Regions from separate parts of the Rattus norvegicus genome. Here region 1 is linked to region 2. Evidence: chromatin contacts called from public Hi-C data. All regions are on one chromosome and are shown on one strand. The core of a region is the stretch at or near the end of the contact, and the rest is flanking DNA. Distances in the headings are between cores, read along the strand shown.

Region 1 (2,785 bases), core at 228-2,727, 92 kb after region 2:
TCGGAGGTGGTGGGGGCGAGTGAGATAGCTTACTGCATAGAGGGAGTGGATGGGGTAGCTCACTCTCTGGCAGGGGTGGGGGGTAGTGGGTGGGATAGCTCACTCTCTGGCAGGGGTGGAGGGAGTGGGTGGAGTAGCTCACTGCCTGGAAGGGCTGGAGCTTTGGAGGGGGTGGGTGGGATAGCTCACTCTCTGGCAGGGGTGGAGGGAGTGGGTGGGGTAGCTCACTGCCTGGAAGGGCTGGAGCTTTGGAGGGGGTGGGTGGGATAGCTCACTCTCTGGCAGGGGTGGAGGGAGTGGGTGGGGTAGCTCACTGCCTGGAAGGGCTGGAGCTTTGGAGGGGGTAGGTGGGATAGCTCACTGCATGGAAGGGGTGGAGGGGAGTGGGATAATCCATTGTGGCTGGGGCGAGGGGGTGGGCGGCTCTCCAGTCTTGCTCTGCAGATGGTAGGAGCTTGGTTCCAAGAAGATTCCCCAGATCACTTTTATCTTCTTTCTCGGGAGCAGTATCCTTGCCTCCTTGTCTCTGAGAAGGAAGCAGGCCTCCTCCAGGTGGATGAGACTTTGTAAGGGAAGTTGATGGTAACCTACTCTCAGCCGAAGAGGGAGGGGATCCGGGAGAGTTGACATTCCCTGCCTCGGTCAGGCAGCCATTTGTGGCAGAGTGTACCTGGAGCCTGTACCCTCCTGGCAGACTTCACCCTTCCACCCTCTCTCACCCTTGCAGCCCCGGAAGACCTTTGCTAAGAGAATTAATTGCTTTAATACCGATTGGCTGGAAGCCAGCCATCCGGGAGCGTGCTCCCTCCTCCCGGTTGTCGTTTGAAGTTGGATGAGGAATATAGTTGCAGTTTATGGCTTAAGAAGCCATTGTGGCATGGTGGCTCTGTGCATAGGAGTGCCATGTTCCTGACAGAAAAAAACTTCAGTTCTATCCAGGTGACACCAGAATGATGAATGCTCTATCTGCCAGCCTCCTGAAGCTGAGCTGTCTTAATTTTATGTTCTTAATTAAAGATCAGGTATTACACTTTGATAATTTTAAATGGCATGCTGGTATTGGTTGGCCTTCTTTTGGCTAAGTGTGACCTTTATGATGGAGTTGATACCCCTCATGGTAGGGAGACTGTCTTGTGCATTGAGAAATATTTCCCAAAGTCCCTGTCCTCTACCCAGTGGATGACAGTAGCCCTGCCAATCTTAACAGTCAGCAGTAGCCCCTGCCATTGCTCAGTGTGCCCTGGGAGGCAAAATGTCTGCGCTTGTAAGCCTCCATAGGCCACCAAGAAGTCTGAAGCCCATGTATCTACCAGCCTGAACCAGACGTTTATCAGCAGCACGAAGCTTGAACTTAAGATGCCAGAGTAGGAAAGTAAGGAAGGGGAGAGTTAAATTTCTAAATAGTGAGTATTCCTACTTTATGACTGAGCGAGTAGCAGTCGCAACCAGGGGACTTTCCCTGCTGGCTTGTGTCAGGAATTCCCTCTCCCCCTCTCCCGAAGGCTGGGACTCCCTCCTCAAGGACTGCTCTCACTTCTGACTCACTTAATTCTTCTGTCTTCCTTTCAATTTTCTGTCCCCTGTTGCTGCCAGTAACTGGACTAACCCTGCTGCCTGTGACAAAGACGGGAGCCATTGAGAGTGTCTTGTCGGTGCAGTGCCAGGTCACTGTGTGCGCCTCCAGACAATGTGTCTCACTGTTCTTACTTGTTTGCTTATTTCGTAGAGCTCTTCCTGGTCGTTCGTGGCCTATGTTGGGAAAGACAATTTTCTATACTGTTGACTCGAGCCCTCAGTTTGGCGATCTGGCAAGAAACTGTGCCACCGAGGTTGGCAGGTTCTGTGGTACTCCTATTACGTTGCCTTAGGCTAATTCTAAATCTGGTTGTATAAGCTTTAGGAAGGGGTAGCCTCTAGTGCCAATTACCATTTGTGACATTAGTCTAGAGGGGAAACACAGTCCAGATTTCCAGTGCTAGGTATAAAAGCGAACTTGGGGAACGTGACTTTTTTTTTTTTTCAAATAAGATGGGGTGAGAGACAGGCATAGTCCAGCTGGTACCCATTCCAAGTGAGGCTTTCCACAACATCACAGGGAGATGCTCTTGCTAGCAAGGTCAGAGCTCCTACTCCTGTGGGACAGAACCTTCCTTCTCGGTCCCAGGCTTAGAGAGCTGACAGGCTGAAGCAGCTGCGACTTGTTCCTCTCGTAAGTAATAGAGGAAGCATGCAAATATTTCCAGGATCCCATGGTGTGGACATGCCATGGTGTACAGTCTTTACCAAATGTCATAGTCTGCCCAGGGAAGAAAAGAACAGTTACTGTGAACTGAGAACTCAGCTCACCGAAGGCTGTAAGAAATAACTGGACATCTTCAGTTTTAAAGAGAAAGAAGGGCTGGAGAGATGGCTCAGCGGTTAAGAGTACTGACTGCTCTTCCAGAGGTCCTGAGTTCAATTCCCAGCAACCACATGGTGGCTCACAACCATCTGAAATAAAGTCTGATACCCTCTTCTGGTGTGTCTGAAGACAGCTACAGTGTATCCATATACATGAAATAAATGTCTTTTTTAAAAAAAAAGAGAGAGAGAGAGAGAAAGAAAACAGGTGATCTGTGCTGTACAAATTTTCGCTGAAACTGAAAACAGTTACAAGAGAAGCACAAAACCTCCAGTCCTTGTTTGTACGTCAAATGTCAAATGAGGAAATGCTTGTATCTGGTTTGTCAGGGTAGGGACATTTGCATTTCACTCCAGGAGACTGGACCGAGAAGGTCTGAGGGTT
Region 2 (2,956 bases), core at 245-2,744:
AGCCTCCCTCCCAGGGACGCGCTGGGGGATCCGATGACGTCGCTGGCTGAGTCTCTCCCTCTTCCTCCCTCCCTTCCCTCGCCTCTCCCCCGCCCGCCCTCGCCGCGCACTCCTCCTAGTAACTTCTGTTCGGGGAGGCGCTGCCAGGAATAACCCGGTGCGTCCACAGCCCGGAGGGGAGGCGGCCGCTGCGGCTCCCTCACGCCGACAAACTGCGGCCCGGGTCCCGGCGGCTCGAGCCCCAGCTTGGCCGCCCTGGCCCCCGCCCTGGCTCCATCTCCTAACAGTGTCCGAAAATAAATAAATATATAAATAAAGGCAAGAGGAGCCTGGGCTGGCGGTGGGGATCGCCTCCCTCCCTCCTCCCTCCCTCCGCGCCCGCCCTCCCTCTGTCCTTAAGGAAATGCTACCAGACACCCCCCACCAGACACGCTCAGCCTGGGCGAGGAGCGGCCGCGGCAGCAAGAACAAGGGCATCGGGGGGCTTTCCTCCCCTCCTCCTCTCCCTCCTCTTCCTCCTCCTGCGCTGCTGTGACTTTACAGGTGAGCGGCCGCCGCGGCTGCGAGGATCCCCCCCACCGCCCGCCGCGTCGCGCCCTCCTTCGGCCGCTGTCACCCGGACTGCCGGGAGCTGACAGCCGCCCGAGGGGCTCGCGGCCGGGAGGCTGGCGGCCGGCGGGAGGCGGGCTGGAGGTGAGGGGGTGGAGAGCTGGAGAGCGGGGCGCCGCCGTGCGCTGTCTCTCCCCGGTGGAGGAGGGTCTCCTCAAAAAGAGAAAGAAAAAGGAAAAAGAAAAAAAAAAGACATCTTCGGTGACTGTGGCACAAGTATTTGCCAAGTTGAGTCTTGGACATTGAAGCTTGCCGGAGCTCGAGCAACTTGAAAGGTCTCCTGGCTGGGTAGCAGCCTCCCTCCACGCCTCGACTCTTGGGTACTGGGTGCAGCCCTGGGGTGCGTGGAGGGCGCACCGGCCGCCGGCAGAGCAGAGCGGCGGGAATCTAGGTCCCTTCTCGGCTCGGTAAGTGGCCTCGGTGCCGTGTTTTTCCTGCCTGCACCAGAGATCGAGCTTGTTTCACTTTACCCTGAAATCGCCTTCTCCCAACTCCATCGCCCCCTCCGTGGCGCGCGCCCCCGGCCGCTTTCCCGGTGGCCCAGGGGTAAGGGTCGGAGGGGGCGGGGATGGGGGAGACCTAGGCAAGGGGGGTCGGGCGCATTGGGAAATGCGGGGAATACCCTGGCCGAGGTTCTATGCAGATGAGGGGAGGCTGCTTTGCGTAATGTCCTGGGGGGGGAGGGGGCCGCGCGGGAGCGCTGGAGGCAGGAATGTGCCTGGTTACTAATGAGGGACGTGCACCGGCGCGCACCGCCCGGCCACCGCTGCGGCTGCCGCGGCCGGCGGCCCGTTGTCAGGTAGCGGGGGAGGGGGCGCGGCGCGGGGCTGGGGGCGGCGCGGGCGGGCGAGCGGGCGAGCGGGCGAGCGGACCGCAAGGGCCGGGCCGCCGGCCTGCGGCCGAGCGAGCGCGGCGGAGGCGCTGGCGCTGGGCAATTCGGTGACTCCTTTCTCCTCCGGAGCGAGGAAGGAAGGAAGGAGAGAAGGAAGGAAGGAAGCGAAGAAGGAGGGGACTGTCTCCATGGAAGGTTCAGGCGGAGGCGCCCTCGCCTTGCGGGTGCACCGGCCGCAGAGCAGTTCCAGCCGCCGCCGGCTGGCCCCCGGCGCGTGGAGACGGGTGGGGGCGGATTGCATGCTTGTTTGTGCTTCTGGTCGGGGGATCGGGAAGAAACATGTGTGTTTGGGCAGTGCACCGCGAGGAGCTGGGTCTGCGCCTTTATGTCTGTTCCCTGAAGTGGGTGGAACGTTGGCCCGTTCCGGGAATGTTCCATGACGTGGTGCAGCCACAGGAAGGGGGTTAACGAGGGGCTCTCTGCCGCGGCGGCTCTGCTGGCTGCTATCAAAGCAGATGTGCTGCTGCCGCCGCACCTCTCACCTCCCTTCACCCCCAACCCCCTCCTTTCCATTCTGTGCGTCTGGTGCTGGTAGGGCTAAGACAGGAAAACATAGCTTCTATATGTGCGTGCGTGCGTGTGTGTGTGTGTGTGTGTGTGTGTGTGTGTGTGTGTGTGTGTGTGTATGGTGGGGGTGATTTGTCTGTCGTATTTGGTGGGGGTACGACTCCAGATTAGCCTTGCCATCCCAGCTGTTATCACAGATCGGTGCGCTTTATACGCATGTGCCTCCCGCGTCCTGTCCCTCTTACATAACATACCCAGTGCAGCAGAGGACGGGAGAAAATGCGACCCCAACCCTCTAAGCTCAGTTTGTGTGGAGGCTAGAAGGTCGGAGAGGGTCTCTGGATGTTGTGCTGCAGGGATGCAGCTTCTAGCGGGGGGAAGAGACCGAGGGGAAGGAGCGTTTCTTGCAGTGGCTCGCCTCACTCGCCTACTTGAAAGCATCTAAGTGCAAAGGACTGCAGGAACTAGTCCTCTGAATGCGAAAGCTTTTGACTTGCGTCGCCTAGGGAAAGTGGGCGCTCTCACCTCCGGAGGCACAGGGAAGAGAAAGGGTCTGTAACACAGACGCCAGGAGGAGACCCGCAGTAACGTGCTTGGGCTGAGGGCAGAGGGGCTAGCATAGAAGGGACCAGAGGAATCTCTTGATAATAGGTTACACTGGAAACCCCAGAACACCTGTAATGGCTTAGAATTCACACAGGAAGCTGTGTGTGCAACTGACATTGCAAAACCCTTATGCTCTGCACAGTTATTTAGGCCTAAAATGAACACAGAGAGGCTTGCTTCCGGTCCTTTCATTATAATAGGAAAATTGAACTGATTTTTTTTCTTCTTTCCTTTTCTGCCATTTTAAAAATAACTCCAAATTATTAAAAAAATACTATACAGGTACTTTCTTGCACTCTCAAAGCAAGACTTCAGTAATTCACAGGAGGGCTGTTTTTGTAT

What was found. A called contact is a pair of places that touch in the nucleus more often than the background predicts.
Region 1: a Hi-C map of Schwann cells shows a contact between it and region 2, with 5 times the contacts expected there. The contact joins the enhancer-like site here to the promoter of Hivep2 in region 2. A contact is called at or near these places in 5 of 12 Hi-C or Micro-C datasets (the A7r5 cell line, Schwann cells, frontal cortex and 2 more) and 1 of 1 datasets of contacts at active chromatin or transcription factors (oligodendrocytes).

Annotation. Positions count from the first base shown.
Region 1 is chr1:10,269,909-10,272,693 of GRCr8, forward strand. All of the region lies in intron 1 of Hivep2 (HIVEP zinc finger 2), which reads left to right. Among named protein-coding and RNA genes, the nearest start is that of Hivep2, 92 kb to the left of the region's middle. Within about 2 kb of position 1,478, at least 46 of the 93 cell types and tissues checked have an H3K27ac peak or open chromatin away from gene starts, as enhancers often do. A contact at or near this core is called in Schwann cells, where this site is marked.
Region 2 is chr1:10,177,908-10,180,863 of GRCr8, forward strand. Hivep2 (HIVEP zinc finger 2) reads left to right here and starts at 1,495. Exons shown (of 9, transcript NM_024137.1): 1 at 1,495-1,725.